Linked DNA regions of Sus scrofa: region 2 is linked to region 1. Evidence: chromatin contacts called from public Hi-C data. All regions are on one chromosome and are shown on one strand. The core of a region is the stretch at or near the end of the contact, and the rest is flanking DNA. Distances in the headings are between cores, read along the strand shown.

The links. A called contact is a pair of places that touch in the nucleus more often than the background predicts.
Region 2: a Hi-C map of liver shows a contact between it and region 1, with 3 times the contacts expected there. The contact joins two enhancer-like sites. A contact is called at or near these places in 5 of 5 promoter capture datasets (fetal liver, fetal skeletal muscle, liver and 1 more), 25 of 47 Hi-C or Micro-C datasets (adipose tissue, alveolar macrophages, blood and 12 more) and 2 of 2 datasets of contacts at active chromatin or transcription factors (alveolar macrophages and skeletal muscle).

Annotation. Positions count from the first base shown.
Region 1 is chr7:116,706,796-116,709,495 of Sscrofa11.1, reverse strand. All of the region lies in intron 8 of SYNE3 (nesprin-3), which reads left to right. Among named protein-coding and RNA genes, the nearest start is that of SYNE3, 62 kb to the left of the region's middle. Within about 2 kb of position 1,400, at least 4 of the 83 cell types and tissues checked have an H3K27ac peak or open chromatin away from gene starts, as enhancers often do. A contact at or near this core is called in liver, where this site is marked.
Region 2 is chr7:116,791,255-116,793,954 of Sscrofa11.1, reverse strand. The region is part of intron 1 of GLRX5 (glutaredoxin-related protein 5, mitochondrial); the gene reads right to left. Among named protein-coding and RNA genes, the nearest start is that of GLRX5, 5.3 kb to the right of the region's middle. Within about 2 kb of position 1,439, at least 2 of the 83 cell types and tissues checked have an H3K27ac peak or open chromatin away from gene starts, as enhancers often do. A contact at or near this core is called in liver, where this site is marked.

The sequences.
Region 1 (2,700 bases), core at 151-2,650:
CTCCGGGTAGTGGGAGGACCACGCTAAGTCTCAAGCACACTCGATCTGGTTTTCCTGGATTTTGATAATCTAGGTTCCCTGAGTATTGTAGACAAGTGGGGTGTTTGTACCCATCTTCTGGATTGGGAAATTGAGGCCTGGAGAGATTTTTTTTTTTTTTCTCCCTAACACTCCCAGGACCATACCTTGAGATGGTGGGTAATCAAAAGGTGGATTGAGAGTTCCCATTGTGGCTCAGCAGTAATGAACCCAACTAGTATTCATGAGGAAGTGAGTTCAATCCCTGGCTTTGCTCAGTAGGTTAGGGGGTTAGGGATCTGGCATTGCTGTGAGCTGTGGTGTAGGTCACAGATGAGATTCAGATACCGTGTTGCTGTGGCTCTAGTGTATCAGCAGCAAAGCTCTGATTCGACCCCTAGCCTGGGAACCTCCAAATGCTGCACATGTGGCCCTATAAAAGCAAAAAGCAAAAAAAAAAAAAAAAAAAAAAAAAAAAAAGAGTTGGATTGGGGAGTTCCAGTTGCAGCTCAACAGGTTAGGAACCCAACTAGTATCCATGAGGATGTGGGTTCGATCCCTGGCCTCACTCAGTGAGTTTAATGATCTGGCGTTGCTGCAAGCTGAGGTGTAAGTTGAAGATGTGGCTTGGACCTGGCATTGCTGTGGCTGCGGCGTAGGCCAGTGGCTGTGGATCTGATCCGACCCACACGCAGAAATATTTGGGTGTCAGCAGAAATAAAGCTCACACTCTCTTTAGCACTGAGCCTTGTAAGAGCTCAGATTCCCCTGCAGCGATCCACTTGGCACAAGGGAATTGTTTGTCCTTTAGGACAAAGGTCGGGGTGGCGTGGTGCAGAGATGAAGGGCGGGGTTGCCTGGATCAGGCTGCTTAGCTGCAAATCCTGGCTCCTCTCCGCACTACCTGACCAGCTTTGCGAGAATTATTTAACCTCGGCTGAATGTGAAATGGGCAGAGATGCTAATAGGATCTACCTCCCACATTCCTTATGAGCGTGTGACAACAAAATGTGCTTAGAAAAAATAGAAAACCGTGATGAGTTCCTGTCGTGGCTCAGAGGAAATGAATCTGACGCGTATCCATGAGGATGCAGGTTCGATCCCTGGCCTCGCTCAGTGGGTCACGGATCCAGTGTTACCCTGAGCTGTGGTATAGGTCACAGATGCGGATCCCACGTTGTTGTGGCTGTGGTGTAGGCTGGCAGGTACAGCTCCGATTCGACCTCTAGCCTGGGAACCTCCATATGCCGCGGGTACAGCCCTAAACAGACAAACAAGAAACAAAACAAAATGAAAAGTGCTTAGAACAGCATCTGCCAAGAGCACTCAGACATTATACGGTTTTACCAGGCATTCAGGAGAGACACACGTCACAGGGTGTAGACTCAGGGTGGGTTAGGGCCAAGGTCTGGAGAGCCCTGCCAACACTCCCCTGTCCCAGCAGCTACCTGCACGGGGCCTGGCTGTGTTCCAGGAAAGCTTTCCTGAGGCAGGAGACTGACCACAAACCCTGCTGTCTGTCCACTCTAATGAGATGTTAGTTCCGACCCAGAGACCAAGATAGGACTGACCGGAAATCAGTGAAAGGGAATTCCAGATCTTATTGAACAGTTTTGTTGGTTGTTTTTTTCTGTAATGTGAAAATACATTTTATTTTTTTCTTAGCCTTTCTATGTATGTATTGATTGATTGATTGATTGATTGTCTTTTTAGGGCTGCATCTGCAGCATATGGAAGTTCCCAGGCTAGGGGTCGAATCAAAGCTATAGCCGACAGCCTACACCACAGCTCACAGCAACGCCGGATCCTTAACCCACTGAGTGAGGCCAGGGATCGATCCCGCATCCTCATGGATACTCATCGGGGTCATTATCACTGGGCCGTAACAGGAACTCCCTTTTCTATTTTTTTTTTTATTTTTTTTTTGTCTTTTTTTTTTCTGTTGTTGTTGTTGTTGTTGTTGCTATTTCTTGGGCCGCTCCCGCGGCATATGGAGGTTCCCAGGCTAGGGGTCGAATCGGAGCTGTGGCCACCGGCCTACGCCAGAGCCACAGCAACGCGGGATCCAAGCCGCGTCTGCAACCTACACCACAGCTCACGGCAACGCCGGATCGTTAACCCACTGAGCAAGGGCAGGGACCGAACCCGCAACCTCATGGTTCCTAGTCGGATTCGTTAACCACTGCGCCACGACAGGAACTCCCCTTTTCTATTTTTTAAATTGAAGTATAGCTGATTTACAGTGTTGTGCCCGTTTCCGCCGCACAGCAAAGTGACTGTCTTACACACATAGCCGTTCTTTTTCCGTATCATCCTCCATCATGTTCTATCACAAGTGATCGAATATAGTTCCGTGTGCTGTGCAGCAGGACCCCGTTGCCCAGCCATTTTTCTCTCACTTTAATGATTTTTATTTTTCCCATTATGCCCATCCAGTGCAAATGGAATCGTTGGCATCGACCAACCCCAAACTCCCCGTGCTTCCCGCTCCGTCCCTCGTCCCCCTCGACCACCACACACACGTCTGCTCTCCATGTCTGTGATCCGTTTCTGTGCAAGACAGACTTTTGTTCTTAAACCAGCATTTCTGTAGTAAGAAGTGCTTCTGCTTGGTACGCAGAGCCTTGTTAAATGCGGGGGCCCCCATTTTGCCACCAGGGACTGGCCCCCGGCTGCGCTGTT
Region 2 (2,700 bases), core at 190-2,689, 84 kb before region 1:
GGAAGGGGGCCCATCTTTACCACCAAAGCGACCAAACCCAGAGGGCTTTCCCACCATCTGAACATCCAACACCCACAGTCACGTGCAGGGGAGACTGACTCCTTCCAAACCCCTCGGCCTGTGACAGCATCCAAGGTGCCTACTAGCTGACAGTTCATCAAAATTCAACTTACCTGCTTTGGGCATCTTTCATAAAAAGGGTGCCATCTTTCATGTTTAAAATGCCTGATTACACATTTAAATATTTAAGGACCTACTCAGTTGCTTCCTAGAGAGTGAGGCTGAGAAACTTCCAATTATAAAAGACTACTCCTCCTAAGGTGAAAACTAAAACAAATTATCAATGCACCATCAATTGTTTAAACATGGCTAATTTTCCTCACGCTTTAAATTTTCAAAACCAGTGAAAGTTTTTGCAACTATTACATGGAATAACCCAGAATCAGAGCGTCTCTTGCAAACTAGAAAATCATACCAAGATTGGATTTTAATGATAACCTGTTTTACAGATGACAAACTGATTCGATTTGGGACAGAAAATGTTGACTGTGAAGTTATGTAACAGGGTGACACTGGGTCTGTCTTACAAAATTGCTTCTATGTACACTTGCTGCTCCATCAAAAAGACTCGATGTGCCAAAGTATCAAGCCAGAGCGGAGAAAACGTTCTGGAAAAGTCCCTCCCAGAACTTTCTTTCTTTTCTTTCCTTCTTTTTTTTTTTTTTTTTTAGGGGAAGAGATTTAATAGGTTCAGACCAGGAAAGAAGTTAGAACCTCAACAAGCAAACAGAGGGTTCTCGACTTGAGCTGTGAAATCAATGCTTCCTCAATAGGAAAATGAATACAGAGAACGACAATTTATTGAGCCTTTATTATGTGCCTGGCTCTATGCTAAGCAGGAGACCTAAAAGCAGCAACCTCGGAGTTCCCATCGTGGCTCAGTGGTTAATGAATCCGACTAGGAACAATGAGGTTGCGGGTTCGATCTCTGGCCTTGCTCAGTGGGCTAAGGATCCGGCGTTGCCGTGAGCTGTGGTGTAAGTCACAGACGCGGCTCAGATCCTGCGTTGCTGTGGCCCTGGTGTAGGCGGGTGGCTATAGCTCCAGTTTGACCCCTAGCCTGGGAACCTCCCTATGCCGCAGGAGCAGCCCAAGAAAAGACCAAAAAAAAAAAAAACACAGGAGCCTCCCAGACCTTTCAAGAGGCACTTTTCAAAACTCGCCACAGTTCAGAACCCTGAACTTCGTCCCTGGTTTGGACTGCTGATCATAAGGGCACTGGGATGACAGTTCCCTTTCTTCCTGGCAGATTTTCACTACACAGGAGCTTCAGAGTCTAATGCAAATTAATTCCAGCGCTGCCAATTACCAGGCTCGGTCCCTGGGGCAGGTCCCATCACCGCTTCCTGGACTTACATATTTCTTCATCTTCCCTCACGTGAGGCAATGAGGTTAGGACAGCCTGAGATAAGCAAAAAGCATGGACCAGGGCAGACCCTCAAAAGGGAAGTAAAGCGTGGTGGCGGGAGTGAGCAAGGCCTCACTGAGGTCAGCAGACTGTGGCCGGCTGGCTTGTAAATACAGCCACAGGCAAATCTGCTCATCGCTGGGCCTCAATCTCCCTTTCTGTAAAATGGGAGTAACTCTATGCCTCACGGATTTATCACGAAAGGTTAATAAATAAAACCTAACTGGTGAGATTGGGAAGCTGCCCCAGCGCCAGATGCAAGGTGGGTGCTCCAGGTCAGGGTCCTCTGCCTGCCACAGTAATGCTTTTTTTTTTTTTTTTTTTTTGTCTTTTTAGGGCTGCGTCTGTGGCATTTGGAGGTTCCCAGCCTAGGGGTCTAATAGGAGCTGCAGCTGCCGGCCTACACCACAGCCATAGCAGCGCCAGATCCGAACCTCATCTGCGACCTACACCACAGCTCACGGCCACGCTGGATCCTTGACCCACTGCGTGAGGGCAGGGATCGAACCCACAACCTCATGGTTCTTAGTTGGATTCATCTCCACTGCGCCAAGACGGGAACTCCTCCACAGGAATACTTTTCACGAGATCTGCAGCTGGGAGAGCAGAGGGAAAGAATGCAGGAAAAGCGCCCATGGAGTATGCCAGGCGGTAATCAAAATACCACACTCCCTGAGCAAGGGCTCCTGGGTTTCATACTCTAAACGTTTTACCTATCTAGTCACGTTTCATCTTTACAAAGATCCGACAAAGTATGCGTAATTACCCCTACTTTACAGACGAAAAAAATGCTAAAAGAGATTAAATAACTTAACCAATGTCACCAGACTAGCACACGGAGGGCTGAAGTCTGCATCCAGGGGGCATATTTTCAAGTGCTAAATAACTATTCAACCATGGTTGAATGACGACAATTATTCATTCAACAGATACTACTCGTGATGCAAAGAAGACAATGGTGACCTAAGTAGGAAGAAATTCGAGGGTGTTTTTTTTTTTTTTTTTTTTTTTTAAGGGCTGCACCCAGGGCATATGGAAGTTCCCAGGCTAGGGCTCCAATCAGAGCTACAGCTGCCGGCCTACACCACAGCCACAGCAATGCCAGATCTGAGCCACGTCTTCAATCTACACCACAGCTCATGCAATGCCGGATCCCTGACCCACTGAGTGAAGCCAGGGATCGAACCCGAGTTCTCATGGATACTAGTCAGGTTCGCTATTACGGAGCCACA